Linked DNA regions of Sus scrofa: region 2 is linked to region 1. A link is a contact called in public Hi-C data. All regions are on one chromosome and are shown on one strand. Each heading gives the region's core, a stretch centred on a gene start, on an enhancer-like site or on the middle of the called end of the contact. The rest is flanking DNA. Distances are from core to core; before and after follow the strand shown. Region 1 holds the start of USP16 (ubiquitin carboxyl-terminal hydrolase 16). Region 2 holds the start of CCT8 (T-complex protein 1 subunit theta).

Region 1 (3,744 bases), core at 968-3,467:
TTGGATACTAGTGGGATTTCTTTCTGCTGTGCCTGAATGGGAAATCCAGCAGTAGGTACTTTTGTGTAGGCTTCTTTCCGTATGATATTTTATTATTATTATTATTATTATTTTGTCTTTTTACCTTTTCTAGGGCTGCTCTCGTGGCATATGGAGGTTCCCAGCCTAGGGGTCTAATCAGAGCTGTAGCTGCCTGCCTACACCAGAGCCACAGCAACTCAGCATCTGAGCTGTGTCTGCGACCTACACCACAGCTCACGGCAACACCAGATCCTTAACCCACTGAGCGAGGCCAGGGGTCGAACCTGCAACCTCATAGTTCCTAGTCAGATTCATTAATCACTGAGCCACAACGGGAACTCCAGTGAACATTCTTGTACAAGCATTTCATTTCTCATGGGTATATTTCTTCAACAAGTATTTATTAAGTTTAGTGTGTTCCAGACACTTCTAGGCACTAGAGATATAGCCATGAACAGGACGAAGATGTTCCATCTCTCGGAGTTCCTGCTGTGGTACAGTGGGCTTAGAATCCCCCTGCAGTGACTCGGGTCACTGCAAGAGAGCAGGTTCAATTCCCAGCTCTGTGCAGTGGATTAAAGGATCCCGTATAGCCACAACTGCAGCAGAGGTTGCAACTGCAGCTTGGATTCAGTCCCTGGCCTGAGAATTTCCATATGTGGTGGGTGTGACCATAAAAAGAAAAAAAAAGTCCCATCTCTCAAAAAGTTTACATTTACTTGTTTCTGTGTATTTATGAGGGTAGGGGGATGGGGTGGGGAAGATAAATATAGAGGTAAATGTGAAATAAAAATACCAGATAGTGATTTGCTAGGCTGAAAAGTAAAATAAGGTGATGTGATTGGGTGGCTATGTTAACTAGGTTGCTCTTTCAATTTCTTTGTGAGAAAGTGACTTTTAAGGTATGAACAAAATTAGGGTAAGATCAAAGGGGAACAGCATTCTAGGAAAGGGAAGCAGGTGGTACAATGGCTCCAAATCTGCTTTTTGTTTTGTTTTTTCTTTTTATAGCTAAACTTGTGACATATGGAAGTTCTCAGGCTAGGGGTCAAAGTGGAGCTGCAGCTGCCAGCCTACGCCCCAGCTACACCAGATCCAAGCTACATCTGCAACCCACGTCTCAGCTTGCAGCAATGGCAGATCCTTAACCCACTGAGCGAGGCCAGGGATGGAACCTGCATCCTTATGGATATGAGTAGGGTTGGTGACCCACTAAGCCACAATGGGAACTTCTCATACCATGTTCTTTTATTTATTTTATTGAAAAAAATTTTTTTGGCTGCACCCATGGCATATGGAAATTCCTGGTCCAGAAATTGAATCCTTGCTGTAGTGGTAACGTGAGCCACAGCAGTGACAACATGGTATCCTTAACCCACTGAGCCACACAGGAACTCCCATATCATTTTCTATTATTGTGAATTATCTGTTTATAACCGTGGCCTACTTTTCTACTGGAATCTGCATCCTTTTTCCCCTAAAGATTATTGTGTCTTCTGCATAAGACAAGGCCTAAGTTAATTTAAGTTGCTCTGCAGAAGGCTTGGCACTTAGCTATTTCGAACAAATAAACAGTAATTATTTATAAATTTTACCCTCCGTCAGCAAAGTTACTTCAAGACCATTTATTTAAATACTCAACTTTAGAAACTGATTGGAAAGAACTATGGAAACTGCGTGAAATTTAAATGCCGCCCCCCCATCACATCTTCAGATGTGATATGTTTGAGTAAGGTAACAATCCATGAGACTCCAAACTTCCGGCCACATACCCATACTTTTAGAATTTTTTTTTTTTTTTTGTCTTTTTGCTATTTCTTTGGGCAGCTCCCGCGGCATATGGAGGTTCCCAGGCTAGGGGTTGAATCGGAGCTGTAGCCACCGGCCTACGCCAGAGTCACAGCAACGCAGGATCTGAGCCGCGTCTGCAACCTACACCACAGCTCACGGCAACGCCGGATCGTTAACCCACAGAGCAAGGGCAGGGGCCGAACCCGCAACCTCATGGTTCCTAGTCGGATTCATTAACCACTGCGCCACGACGGGAACTCCTAGAATTATTTAGATAACCTCAGAGACTGACTGCCGAGCGGGGAAAACTGATTGACAGTTAGACTTCCGGGTGAGGAGGCGTCCAGACTTCCGGGCGTGAGCCTCGCGCAGGCGCTGATTAAGCAGCGTCAGTGCCGCTGGATCCTGGGGCCAAAGCCACTTCCCATGATGCTGCGTACCGGAAGTTGTTGCTTTCTAGGGGTCACGCTGGCTTCGGCTCTGTCGCTCTCAATTCGTCACCAGGAGGAAGACGCAGCTGGTTGCCCAGCCCAAAGGCCCATTAGGGGATGCAGTTATGGGCTCTGTCGCCGTGGGTGAGTTCTGCCCCATAACCTCGCAGTCACCATTCGCCGGGAGCCTGAATTTCCTGCCCCGACTTCCTTCTCTTCTCGAAGGCCCTTCTTCCATAATCACGTTACCTGGCCTTGGCCCGGTACCGTGTTCTCATTGGCCTCATGTCCTGTCACTTCCAGGAGCTGGCCAATGAGTTGTCGGTGCTGGAGCCCTTCTCGACCCCGTGGACCCCGAGGTTCCCCCGTGGGTATGGAGCAGTTGGAAGGGAAGGGGAGGTGTGGCGGGTGCCGCGAGGCTAGGGGCATCCTACGGGTTGGGGCTGGGTTTGCTGCCCCGACCGTGTGGTGTTTAGTGGAAGGCAAGATCTGTCACCTAACTGATCCACTGCTCCCAGGGTAGGACAAATTATGCAAACTTGAAAGCCATGTTTTAGTCCTGCTGGCAAAAATTTACAAACGCTTGCATTTTTGTAATGGAACGGAGCAAAAGCTTGGGAAGACTAGGAGGGTGGAGAGGGAAGGGAACTGGATTAATGTGAAAGTCGCCAAGACCAGCTTTGATTAAATTTTGTGTGGAGTCCTGCACAGAGTAATTTGGCTAAGAAGGTAATGCTCATATAAAGACTCACCTGAAAACTTTAATAGATTTATTGATATTCAGGCTTATGGAACTGACAGTCCTCTCTTTTCACAACTCATTAGATGCCCTTTGTAGTTGTCAAAACTTTCCTGGAGCTCTTTACACATCATTGAAGCGAACCCCCTACTGTCTTCTGCCTGCAGCAATTACAGTTCGTCTTTCAAGTTTTCCTTTGGCGTCTGTGGTACTGCTGTCTTCAAAGCAGATTTATTAGTGCTGTCTTCTGTACTGCAGATTTCTTCATTCTTTACCTTTTTCTTTTTCATCGGAACTTGTGTGCTTCATTCTTACGTACCTACTTTTGCACCTTATAATCATCCTTTATGCCTCCAGGTACTATTCTCTTTTTCTATTTCTATGTAAGAAGTATTTCTTGACCAAATATATACTAACACTATGCTAGATGCTGTAGTCAATTCAGAAGTAACGCCTAATACCATTTCTTTCTCCTAGAATTTGTTTTTTTTTTCTCCTAGAACTTTAGATTCCAGATAGAGAAATAACACACGTTCAAGTTAAAGATTAAAGAAGCAGCTCACTTTTGTATCTGATTAAGGTAAAGGATGCATAGTGCACACTATACATGCCTGGGAAGTTCAGTTGAGAGGTTCTTTAGAATGGCTTACCTAAGGCTCCACTGAAATGGAAATCTTGGAAGACTGGGAAAATTTGGATGGACAGAGAGAACTTCTAGCTAGGGATTAAAGGCAGAGAGGTGGGGCCAAGGTGTTTTGTAGT
Region 2 (3,837 bases), core at 583-3,082, 47 kb after region 1:
TTTCCATCATCACACCTAGATAATGTGTATATTCCATAGTACAGAGCATGGCTTTTGCAACACTCATAAAGGGAACTAGGATCCAAATAAGATTAATAACCACTACTTTAGATCTGTCTGTCTTCAGGGACACAGGTAGACTTAAAATAGCACTTAATCTGATCTCCTGCCTTACACTCTTGTTTTTCTCCTTATGCCCATTTTCTGAGGAACAATCATGTCATTATAAAGCAGATCCTCTCAAACCCTTCGATGACTTCCCATCACTCTTAGCATAAAATGTAAATTCCTTGTCAGGGCCACAAAGCTCTATACATTCTAACCCTTGCCCACAGCTCTTCTAAATTCATCTCTTACCATTCCTGCCTTTCCTCCATAAGCTTCAGCCCCCTCACCTTTCTTATTTTGTTTTGAAAGGTAAAAATCATTCCATCTTTTGGGTCTTTGTACTTAGTGGTCCCCCAGCCTGGAACACTTCTGCCTTTAATCTTGGCTGGTTCTGTCCACCACTAAGCACTTAGTTGAGAGTTCTTGCCTGAATATCTTTTTTAATTGATCTCCCTGATGCTTCCTTTATTTTTAGAAGCAGACTTTCCTATTTCCTTTATCACTATTTGAAATTATCCTTGTTTAGTTGCTCATTTATTATTTCTGCCTCAGAAGAATAAAAACTGAAAATTTTCAGCCTTTTAAAAAGTGAGCAATGTTGTTTTCAGAAAAGCTCTTTCAGCAATATTTACATTAGACCTTGATACTTACTTGATGTTCACATTATCCCAAAAGTGCATCCTGCCAACAAGAACCCAGTTCCCTAAAACGGTTAGGGTTAAGTGGAACCACACTCATCTATGTTCCTTCAATTAAATACAAAAAATTGGGGGACAAATGAAGGAACATTACTTTTTGAACACAAGAGATACATTTATTCAGTGCTTTAAGATGTTTTTAAAAGACTATGCTTTTGAAATTACGTCCAAGACCTCACCATAACAAAGTAGTTTTACATAGGCCAGGGAGTCACTTAAACCTTTTAGGTTACAACTCCTTTCGTCCAGTCTCAATTTTATATGTATGAGGAAAGCAAGACCCAAAAGGATGTTTTACACTGAGCTAGCTAACCTAAGCTGGGGCCACAAATCACTCGGATTGTAATTAATGTTTATCCTACTATAATGCACTACTTCTGCGAACTAAATGGGGAGCCCTCTGCTCTCATTTGGAAGAAAGCTATCAAGACTGTCCTCCCCTCTGCACCACCCACTCCTTCAACTGTGTCAAGCGGTTTCGCCGTTCCAAAGCAATTTCACCAGCTTCACGTTCTAAAGGAGCGCCTCATCATCGCCGTTTTACCGAAGGATAAAAAAACGCACGGGGCGGACGTCACGCCTGACCCGCTATAAAACGCGAAATATAAAACGCGAAGCCTGCGGCCTCGTCCCCCACTCGCCGCCTCTGCCCCCTCGACCCTTCCAGGGGTCGGTAAAGAACCGAAATTCCTGCGGGCCTCCGCGGCCGAGCCCTCCCAAGAACACCTCCCTTTCTGGAATCTTCTCTCCCTCCGACCGCCGTGTCGTGGAAGCATGCCCGGCCCGTTAGTAGGCCTTTCTCCTTCGCCACGACCGCCGCAGCCCTGTGCCGACTCTCCCACCTCACTCCCCCTTCCTCCTTTTCTTACCTTCGCTCCTTCTTTGAGCATCTGGGCAAAGCCCGGAGCCTTGGGGACGTGAAGCGCCATGGCCAGACGGCAGGTAGCTATTCACGCGCCCGCTCAGAAGATCCCGGAGGAAGTGAGGGGCGCGCACAGCCTCCTGGGAACGCAGCGTGCGGCGGCCTCACGCTCCGCCTTTCTCTCCAGCCGGGCCGCCCCTTCCCGAGTCGCCTGTAGTGAAGCATCGCGAGAAGGAGCAGTTCGCGTAGCCAGACTGAAATGAGGATCCTCGATCAGGTCGATTGATGGGCGGGCCGGGGGCGTGAGCTCTCCACCTTCCGGCCGTCGCACGCGCAGGTTGCCGGACAGCTGTGGCTCGCTCGGGTTTTTCCTTCCGTAGGCTGCTGCCTGGGATGTTTGAGTTTTATCAGTTCGTACCTGCAAGCCGTGCCTTTACAAAATTGTCTTCCTTGTAACCTTCCAGACCTTCCTACAACATCAGGGCAGGTGTGCCCTTTTCTTTTTTCTGAGGCAGAGCACCTCAGAATCTACCGTTAAGCGTGTTCCCTGCTGTATAAGCTCTGGGGACTTGAAATTGGTAAATAAAACCTCTAAGGACAGCTGCATACTGATTACTCCTATGCTGCAGGCTCTGTGCTATTTGCTTTACACGCAGTATCTTAGCTAATGGTTAATCTTACAAGGTAATTCTTATTTCTGTTTTTTGTTTGGCTTTTAGGTTTTGTTTGTTTTTGCTTTTTAGGGCCGCACCCGCTGGCATATGGAGGTTCCCCAGGCTAGGGCTCCAACTGGGGCTACAGCTGCCGGCCTATGCCACAGCCACAGCATTGGGATCAGAGCTGCGTCTGTGACCTACACCACCGCTTCTGGCAACACGGGATTCTTAACCGACTGAGCAAGGCCGGGGATCAAGCCTGCAACCTCATGGTTCCCAGTCGGATTCGTTTCCACTGTGCCACAACAGGAACTTCCGTTTTTTGGTGGTTTTTTTGTTTGTTTGTTTGTTTTTTCTTTTATCTTTTAGGGCCTCACCTGGGGCTAGGGGTGGAATCCGAGCTACAGCTGCTGACCTACACCACAGCCGCAGCAACGCCAGATCCAAGCCGTGTCTGTGGAAAATCAGGGATGCTTAACCCACTGAGCGGGGCTAGGATTCGAACCTGCCTCCTCATGGACGCTAGTCAGATTTGTTTCTGCTGAGCCACGACGGGAACTCCTTTTATTTCCGTTTGATAGAAGGGGAATTTGCAGTTTACAAAGGACGATTTGTGCAAGATCACAGCACTAGTAATGCTAATGCTAGGATTCCTACCCAGATCAAGTTGATTGCAATATGCACATTGTTAACCAACTACATTACTCTTTCTTGCTTTTTCTTGGAAATATAAATCCCTTTTACTCTCACAGAATCCTTTAAAACCTAACCTCTCTGTCTAACTACGTCAACACATGGCTGATTTAAAAAAAATTAAATGGTAATAGAATGTGAAAGTAATCCACTCTTTTGCTGAAAATACAAAAAAAAAAAAAAAGTGGAGCAGAACTTTGGCTGGACTTTTGTTCTTTGCTTGAACACTTGCGAATGACTTATTTCCCTTAAATTGGGACAAATTTAGTGTACTTTAAGGAGTAATCATGTGTCAAGTGTATTCATTATAACTTTTTCTAATGAACACCGAAAATACATATGTACTAAAAAATACTTTTAAGGTTCTCCTGTGGTGCAGTGGGTTAAGGATCCAGGGCATTATCACTGCAGTAGCTTGGGTCCCTGCTGTGGCACCAACTGGATCCTTGGTCCTGGAACTTACACATGCCCCAGGTGCAGCTAAACAAAAACAAAAACAAACCAAAAAACCCAAAACTTGCCACGTCACTCAAATCAAATGCTATGTGAACTACCTGTTGGAAAACATAAGAGTTTAGCAATTCTCAGTATTGTTTAGGGACATCCTGAGATTTTTCTTACGGATTCCCTAAGAAATAAAAACTCATTTGTCTAACTCAAAGAGAGCATTGCTGATAAACATAACCAACACACACACACACAACCTGAAAGGGGTTAAAAATGACATGATGAAATTTTAATCAAAATGACTAAGGCGTCAAATCTTGTTTTGTTTTATTTTTTCTTTTAAGGGCGGCTCGCTGGGGCATATGAAAGTTCC

The links. A called contact is a pair of places that touch in the nucleus more often than the background predicts.
Region 2: a contact with region 1 is called in a Hi-C map of liver, with 8 times the contacts expected there. The contact joins the promoter of CCT8 here to the promoter of USP16 in region 1. A contact is called at or near these places in 1 of 5 promoter capture datasets (liver), 14 of 47 Hi-C or Micro-C datasets (alveolar macrophages, blood, brain and 7 more) and 2 of 2 datasets of contacts at active chromatin or transcription factors (alveolar macrophages and skeletal muscle).

Annotation. Positions count from the first base shown.
Region 1 is chr13:192,374,633-192,378,376 of Sscrofa11.1, forward strand. It overlaps USP16 (ubiquitin carboxyl-terminal hydrolase 16), which reads left to right and starts at 2,218. Exons shown (of 17, transcript XM_005670321.3): 1 at 2,218-2,387. The coding sequence starts at 2,369.
Region 2 is chr13:192,421,634-192,425,470 of Sscrofa11.1, forward strand. CCT8 (T-complex protein 1 subunit theta) reads right to left here and starts at 1,833. Exons shown (of 16, transcript XM_003358899.4): 1 at 1,676-1,833. The coding sequence starts at 1,735.